Linked DNA regions of Muntiacus reevesi: region 2 is linked to region 1. Evidence: chromatin contacts called from public Hi-C data. All regions are on one chromosome and are shown on one strand. Each heading gives the region's core, a stretch centred on a gene start, on an enhancer-like site or on the middle of the called end of the contact. The rest is flanking DNA. Distances are from core to core; before and after follow the strand shown.

Region 1 (4,333 bases), core at 546-3,045:
GTTTTCAACAACATCTTCCTCTCAATACCTTGAGAGGGGAAGATGTTTCTGAGCCCATCTGGACAGTGTACGTGATTGAACCCAGTTAAGGTGTCTGTATAAATGTTTACGATTCTGGCAAAGTGGACATGAAAATATACTGGTCTTGGGGCTGCCCAGGACAAGTCTTATAACTTTCCTTGCTTATTAAACCTCCTACCTACCAGTCTGAAGTGGTCTGCCTCTTTCTTCCATCTCTCCTTGCTCTGTGTATACAGAGAATAGATTGTGAGCAAAGATTCACTCAAAGTATTAGGACAGACCAACATATATTAATGTGACAAAGTAGGAGACATTTATTGATACAATTTCAGATTTCACAGTGCAACTAATCTTTAAGAAAGTACAATTTGTTGAATGTTGGTGTAGTTTCCAAGAATAATACTCACATTTACTTGAAAAGGCAATTAAACTGCTATTTGTATAAGACTGGGTTTCTCATACTTCAGTCAAAACACCATACTGCAATACAGTGAACGCAGCAGATGTGAGAATCTGGCTGTCTTCAATTCAATTAAGCTAGATAGTAAAGAGATTTGCAAAAGTTTAAAAGGATGCTTTGTTTCTCATAAACTTTTTTTTTCTCATAAACTTTTACTGCTCTGAAGAATATTATTTCTTTACAAAAATATGTTAACATGTTTTTATGGTTATTAAAATACATAAATAAATATTTAAACATTTTCTGTTTTTATGTCCAATATGGTAACTATCAATAAACATAATACACATAAAATTTATGGAAGACTCCAAAGAGTCTTTGATATATTTTTAACAATGAAAATGGGTCTTTTTTTTTTTTTTTTTCTCCTTTTGGCCATGGCCACACTTGTGGGATCTTAGTTCCTGGACCAGGGATTGAACTTGGGCACTCTGATGTGAGAGTGCAGAGTCCTAACCACTGGGCCCTCAGGGAATCACCTGTAAATAAGTCCTAAGTCCAAAAAGTTTCAGAACGCTGCTCTACAGCAGTTTATCTGAGTTTGACTTTGTTCACAATCCATTAGAGTTCATACACTATTAAAATACATGTTAACTTGTAGGTTTCAGGCCAGTAGCTATGCAAATCATTTCTATCCACTAGGAAAGACAATCTACATCATTTTATAGGATACCAGCCAGCTTTGTATCCAATCTAGACATCTTACTCTGTTTTCTGAAAGAGTTATAAATACCCACTTTCTCGAAAAGCTTCTCCAAACTAGCTTTATCATATCATTGGCTACTGTTAATTAAAATGTGTAAATCTCTGACGTGTTCATTATATATTTGAGTAAGTGTTTATGTTTTGAGTTTCAGATTATGCTTTGACAGACCTTTAGAACACGTACACATTCTGTCTGTGTATATATATACGAGGCGTACACATGTATATACTATACACACATATATATACGTATATGTATATTTTACAGCACGGCACACCGGATTCTCTTTTCTGCATCTAGCTCTTTCCATTTAATCCTGGTACATGCACTCACTTGACAATCTTGTCTTCTTTTATTTATGCATATCACCTTGCATTTCACCCACGACTACGTTAGTAACGGGAAACACACCAACAAAAAGGTCGCATTTTCCTCTTTGGACTCGCAAGCAAAAGGTTCTCGCTGTCCCGCCTTGTTTCAGGACGTCCAGTCTGGAACACAGCCCACAAACCACGTGACAACAGCATGGCTCACGTAACAGTTGTTGTCGGCGCTACAACTCTTCCGCCAGTTTCCAACATGGCCACTAGGCGCCCTCAATGCCGCAGCCCCGGGCCCTTTTGCTCTTCGGGGGCCCACTTCTGCTCCTCTGCGAGACCGCCCCAGAAGCCCGGGGGCAGTAGGGGAGGTGCCCGGGTCCAGTCGGCTCCGGCGCAGTCCAGCCCAGCTCCACCGCGGGGGCGAACAAACGCGGACCGGAAGTTTCCCGGGCGCGCCAGCGGCCGGGCCGTTACTGCAGAGCACCGGAAGTGGCCTTAGGCCGGCGTCCGGGCCGCGCCCGCAGTGAGTGAGCTTTCCTCCGGCCGGCGACGCCATGGAGCCTGGGGCGGCCGAGCTGTACGATCAGGCCCTGCTGGGCATCTTGCAGCACGTGGGCAACGTTCAGGACTTTCTGCGTGTGCTCTTCGGCTTCCTCTACCGCAAAACGGACTTCTACCGCCTGCTGCGCCACCCGTCGGACCGCATGGGCTTTCCCCCGGGGGCCGCGCAGGCGCTGGTGCTGCAGGTAACGCGCGGCGGGCGGGAAGCTTGGGGTGAGGTGGGGGAAGATCGTGGGAGCCCCGACCCCCGCAAGCCCGCTCCGGTAGTCCCCGACCCTCTGGGAGCTCAGGCTCCTGCGAGCCCACCGCTTCTTTCGCTGCCGACCTCAGTTCATGCTCTGGCGCTTCCCCGGACCCGCCTCCTGCGGCCGCGGCTTCTGCGGAGATGCTGGTCTGGTATCAGTTTACTCCTGTGAGAGGTGCCGGCTCTAGAGCAGCCTGGTCCGATAGGGTGCATTTGGATACTAGAAGCTCAGGACCCCGGTCACCTCCAGCAGCGCGTAACTCTTCGAGTGACAGGGCCGGCCAGTCAGTGAATGAAAACAATGCAGGCTAGGCTGGGGAATGGGCGGCTGTAGCACGGACACCTGCACACCCCAGAACTACGACTGCTGGACGAGGGGGAGGCTGTGTGATGGGTGTGGTTCTTTTATTTGAAATGTGACTTTTCACGTCAAAGACAGTCATAGTATAATACTACTTAATAAGTTTACATATGAGCGTATAACTGTGCATCCCAGGTTAAGCTTATGTTGGAGGCTATCATTCACTGAACTTGACGGGGTATTTGAAATGTAATAAGCAAGAGTTCACACATTCAGCCACCGCAGGCATTGGAGATACACTGGTTATGCGGATGGTTAAATAATGGTTTCTCTGCTTGGGACACTTACGCTATATTTAAAGAGATGAAATACAGTAACAGGGACCTTTGCCTGTTATCTGACAGAACCATTGGAAGGAAAGGAATAGAAATGATCTTTTGGAAATGAAGACAAGTTTTGTAGAGGAGGTGGAATTTTGATGGGATCGAAAGAGCCTACTTAGTCAAGCATTGAGCCAGGAACCTGAGAAGGTAGAAATTCTAGTGATACCTCTCACTGTCGTCTAGCACTGTACAGTTTATGAAGTGATTTCAAAAGGTTCATCTCGTGAAGTCTTGCTACTAGCTTCAGGTTGGTCCGATATTACTTTCCTTAGTGCCTGCATGAAGAAACAAAAGCTTAAAATGTTTGAATAACTACCGGAGATAATATGGTCAAATGAGGAGTGAGGTTGGTATTCAGTTGAAAACTTAAGGCTGTTGCTCATCCTTGTAGTGGTTAAGTACCATCCAAGTGATCAGAGAGCTGTGTGTCAGAGATGGTTTTTAGCAAATCCTTTGGCAAATTAATAATTTCACGGAAGCTTGTGAAATAGATAAGGTTGAATTTTATGTGGCAGATGAGGGTGCCAGTTCAGCAGATCAGGTGGTTTGATTTGACCAAACTCATCATAGAGCTATAGCTCAAAACTTCATTTTTCCGATTCCATATTTTTCTGTTCTATTATTTAACCAGTCCATTGTAGAGTGGCAACACTTTCATCTAGGGTGATCTTTTGCAGAAAAAAGAAAGGAACATTTACTGAGCACCTAGTATGTACTAATTGTTATGTAATTTTTTATCGAGGTTGTCATTTGTTCCTAACAACCGAAAAGGTTGATCTTTCTCCTTGTTTTACAGGTGAACTGACAGAGGTAATGAATCTGGTAACAGTATGTAAGGGTAACAGTATGTAAGACACCTACTATGTTTTAGACACTCTCAAAGGTTAACACTTGGTGAACAGTTTAGTAAAGTGGAGGTGGGGAACAAGGCAAAGAGAGGGGTGGGATGGGCCAGAGGTGACCCAAGATTTCAGACCAGGGCACAGTAATAATGGTAATGCATTCACTGAACTGTCACCTGAATTTAGGGGAAGAAGCTTAGTTTTAGACAAGTTGAATTGGAGATTGCAGACAGAAGTCTCTGTCCATAGGCTGTTGAATTGTGGGACTGAAGCTCACGGGAGGTAGAAGAATCTGAGTGGTTTAAAGGAGAGGAGCTGAAGGTGGAGGAGCAGGGCAGAGAGAAGGTGCCTTTGGAGGTAAGAACCCCAGAGAAGGAATTGGAGAAGCTAGAGGCTGTGGGAGTGGGAGGGGGATGGAGGGAAGTGGGCAGGGCAGAGAGAAGGTGCCTTTGGAGGTAAGAACCCCAGAGAAGGAATTGGAGAAGCAAGAGGCTG
Region 2 (4,333 bases), core at 819-3,318, 210 kb after region 1:
AGGGAGAGGAGGAAGTTCACAGGCCCAAGAAAAAGATGTGGCCAGAATGGAAGAGTCACAGGTGAAAACAGTCCAGCTGGAGGGACCAGAGTTAACAAGAAGCCTCTGACTGGGAATGTCATATAAAGGGCTGTCAGTGCAGAGTCCTGACTTGTGGAATCCACAGTTGGTTCCAGCAGATTCATACACTCCTGAGATCACATCAAGAGCCACACAGCAGAGTGAGGACTCACAATGTCTGGAGTGGACTCCCCTGGCTGGGATCCCAGGTCCATCACTTACGAGATGTGTGACCTCTGGTAAGGGACTTACTGTACCGCGCTTTGTCTATAAATCGAGACGTGCTGTGATGACTAAATGAGCACTTAGCACGATGTCTGGCGCATAGTATTACTTGTTATTAATATCCTGAGAGAGTGAATAGGACCAGAAAAGTCCCTTAGAGGAAAGTCTGAAAATAAGGAAGTCCTTGCAATAAAACTAAAAAGAGACAGAACTTAGAGTAGAACTATAATTAGACAAAGGAAGAACTGCATTCATTGTGACATTCTGCATACAAGAGCCAGAAAAGCTGGAAAATGTTTTAAAGCTCTGAGGTTCGCATTCTGATAATCATGAGGTGGGCTGGACAGAAGAGAGGAGGACTTATGAGAAAAACAATGGGCTCAACTGGACTATGTGTTGTTTTAAGAGACATCTGTAGAGATTTCCCTACAGTACTGCCGTTGTGTTAATCATCTGAAACTGGTCTGGATACCGAAAACCAGTGAGATGAAAGTCCGAAAGTGAAATCTCTGAGGATTCTCAGTAAATGTCAGTAGGGAAAAGAGAGAAAGGAAAAGAATCAAGAGTTAACCAAGTTAACACCCAAAGTTCCATCACAGAAAAGCAGCAACACAGAACAGAGACTAGAAGTCATGATAGAGAATGCTAGGATCAAGAAGGACCCAAAAAGAAGCAGAAAGTTTCAACAAAATAACAAGTGGAATTGTTTGAGATTCTGCCATCAAGCCACTCTCATCAAGAACAAAACAGCCCACTGAAGTAATGAAGATAGAATCCAGATGCCACCAGACCTGGAGATTGGGTGTCCAAAGACACAGACTTTGTAGGATCCTTCTCCTTTTGTGCCTGAGTCACCGCCACCCCTCCCTCAAACAGGCTGTTAAGTGTCTGTGGTACTTCTAACACACACTTGATTGCATTAAAGTGCCTCGCAAATGTTCAAAGGTTTTTAAGCCCTAAAACCTCCATGCTTCCTTCCACAATTTCACTGTAGAACGCATTTGTACCACTAGAGCCCAACCGTAAAGAGCATACAATTTGGGTTGGAGTCCTGGCTGGTTTGGTATCCATCTCCTGGGGCCTCAGTGACTTCCTCCATAATATGACAGAGTGTACCAGGAACTCTCACACCGAACTGTTGGAAAGCCCAGGCAAACAACACAAACGTGGCGCTTAAGGTGTGGCACGTGAGCTTCCTGGGTCAGAACCACTGAGTGGGATTTGCTGGTTTAAGATACAGATTGCTGGAACTCAACTGGGCGTGAACCTAGAGGAATCTGCCCTTTCTCAAAGACCCCCGGTCATTTCTATACAGAAATTTTGAAAAACCCTGATTACGGACTACATTCCAGAACGGGCTACAGCTTTTCACGATTGAAAGGAGGATGATTTCTCAGAGGCACAATCCGCAGGCCGAGGAAAAGACCACCGGCTCCAATGCGGGAGGCCAAGCCCCGGGCTTCGATTCCCGGACGGTCTCCAACCCGGACCCCGGGCCTCCCCGTCCGGGCGCCGCCCTCCTGGGCCCGCTCACCTGGATCTCTGAAAAAAGCTGAAGGAGGACACATCGTATGCGGCCTTGAGCAGCACCGTCTTGGACTCGCCTTTATACAGGACGCTTAGGCTGTACAGCTTCATGGCGCCGGGCCCTTGGGCTGGCCACCCGCCCGGCCGCGGCACCGGTTCGCAGGGAGCAGCGCAGCGCCGCCCCTCGAGGCCGCCGCCGGCTGCTGACGGATCGGCCACCGGCTTCCTTCTCCTGGCTCGGGGTTCACTTCCGGTTCCGGTGAGGGACCGCCGCCCGAGGCCTAACGGAGTCTTTTCGTGCCCCGGATGCAGAAAGAAGCAGCCGGAAATGCGAACGAGGGGGTGGTGCGGGGTCCTGCGCGTGCGCGTGAGGCGTTGTCGGAGTTCTCGTAGGCCACCTCGGTGTTTCACTACGAGTCCTTACTCTTCTGCTGGCCTTATCTCTCCGAGGCCTTCTCCCTCCTTCCCTGGCCGTCCTGAGTCCTCCCAGCGCCCCCCGGCTTCTTCCCGGTTCTTCTGAGTACTGTAGGAACACCTGTGTCCCGGGGGCTGTCCTTCCTCTGAGCAGTGAGACCCAGAGCCCCACCCACACGCCAGTACTTTGTAAACCCTACACGAGGGACTTTGATTTATGCGCGAACTGCCTTCTAGAAAAGTCTTTTGTAAATCAGATCTCCTTTTTGAGTGAAGGATAGGGATCTTTTCGAGGCTCCTGCTGGAAGGTGAAGGCTTGCCTCTTATTTTCAGTTAATTGTACCCTCTCTTGCCCTTCCCACAGCTCCAAACTGAGGGAGCACTTGGCATACCATGACTTGGAAAACCTCATTTTGCTTGAAATGTTGAAATAATGCTTTTTCAGTGGATGGGGGTGAATAAGGCTCAGTTCTCTGAGGGTAGTACGTCTTATCTTCTTGTTTGTTAAATGGTATGTTGTCAGAAAGCATCTTGCAGGACAGACACAGCTGAAAGGACTTTGATATTTGGAAATTGGCGGGAAGGTTACACAACCGTCGTGCTAGAAGCAGCCAGATCTGAAATGATGGGAAAGATGGTATGTTTGAAAAACCAACAGCATCACTCAAAACATGACTCTCAATCAGAGTATCTCAGTCTTGTCACTGGTGATATTTTGGATTGGATAGCTGTTGTTGGGGGCTGTCCATGCATCGTAGGCAGCATTTCATGTCTTTACCCCAACTAAATGCAAGTGGTACCCCAGTGGCCATTTGGCAACCAAAAACGTCTCTGGACATTGCCAAATACACTATTCTGCTGGCTGAAGGAAGTTCCCACCACCTGCCTTTTCACTCAGCACCCTTCTCATCGACCCTGGGTGTGCGGAAGGGCTTTTTCCTATCCCCGACATTTTGGTACCAAACCTCAGGAACAGAGAGGCCAATGCCAGGCCAGTGTCTCAAAAAGGACGCTGAACTGTGTGTAACCCATCCTGACTGCACTGACACAATTTCCCTGTAGGGGGCGAGTGAGAGCCATTTCCGAAGAAAATTCTGAGTCCGTTTTTTTTTTGTTTTTTGGTTGGTTTTTTTTTTTTGGCCCCTGAACGTCAAACAAAAGGAGGAATCAGACGGACAGTATTTGTTGGAATAGATTTAAATGTATTCACTTGAAACATAGCAGTAGTCGTCCTGAACTTACCCTTACACCAAGCACTTTCCATATGTGACCTCATTTAATCCTCACAAAAACAGGAAGATACTATTACCACCTTACAGATATACAAACTGAGATTCAGGTTAAGGAAATTGCTGGTAAGAGGAACGTGTCAACACCAAAACAAGGAGCACACTCTCTCATACACCTCTAACAGCTCTCTCCCTCCTCTCTGGCCTTGCTCAGCCACTATCACCGCAGATAGCCTCTCTTGGTCTATGTGGTTACCAATTCCCCAAGCTCATCTGTCTTACTGAAAAGTAAGATCCGCCTTCCACTTCATCACCCCAGAAGTTATTCAACTTGGATTCAATCCTAGTACTGCCACAAACCACAAAACCACAGAAGTGAACAAACGATTAACCCCTCTAAGTGTGTGTGTCTCTTTCTCTCATCTGTAAAACTGGAAAAATATCCTTCCCATAGGCGCATTGCTAGGAATGATAAGGCATTATATTCCAAGCTCTAGTCATATAGATGTTTAACAATGATGATTATTTGTATTGTTATCGTTCATGACAGAAAAGGAGGAGAGATCATGGTAGGTTATAGGGATCCTGCAGGCTGTGGGAAGTGGAGATTTGACAGTAGGCTGAGATCTAAGGAAGGGCTATAGATTGTAGAATGGTATTGTATCTTTTAATTTAGTGATTTTGATCGTGGTGTTATAGTTATGTAAGTGAATTTTTTTTTTTTTTTTTTTTTTTAGGAAATACAAATTGTTGTTTAGTCACTGATTTGTGTCCGACTCTTTTGCGACCCCATGGACTGGAGCCCACCAGGCTCCTCTGTCCATGGGATTTTCCAGGCAAGAATACTGGAGTGGGTTGCCATTTCCTTCTCCAGGGCA

Evidence for each region. Hi-C and Micro-C count contacts between places; a contact is called where the count stands out from the background.
Region 2: a contact with region 1 is called in a Hi-C map of muscle, with 2.9 times the contacts expected there. The contact joins the promoter of YKT6 here to the promoter of NUDCD3 in region 1. A contact is called at or near these places in 2 of 3 Hi-C or Micro-C datasets (blood and muscle).

Annotation. Positions count from the first base shown.
Region 1 is chr6:72,953,757-72,958,089 of mMunRee1.1, forward strand. NUDCD3 (NudC domain containing 3) reads left to right here and starts at 1,796. Exons shown (of 6, transcript XM_065938636.1): 1 at 1,796-2,253. The coding sequence starts at 2,062.
Region 2 is chr6:73,163,395-73,167,727 of mMunRee1.1, forward strand. YKT6 (YKT6 v-SNARE homolog) reads right to left here and starts at 2,069. Exons shown (of 7, transcript XM_065939251.1): 1 at 1,820-2,069. The coding sequence starts at 1,923.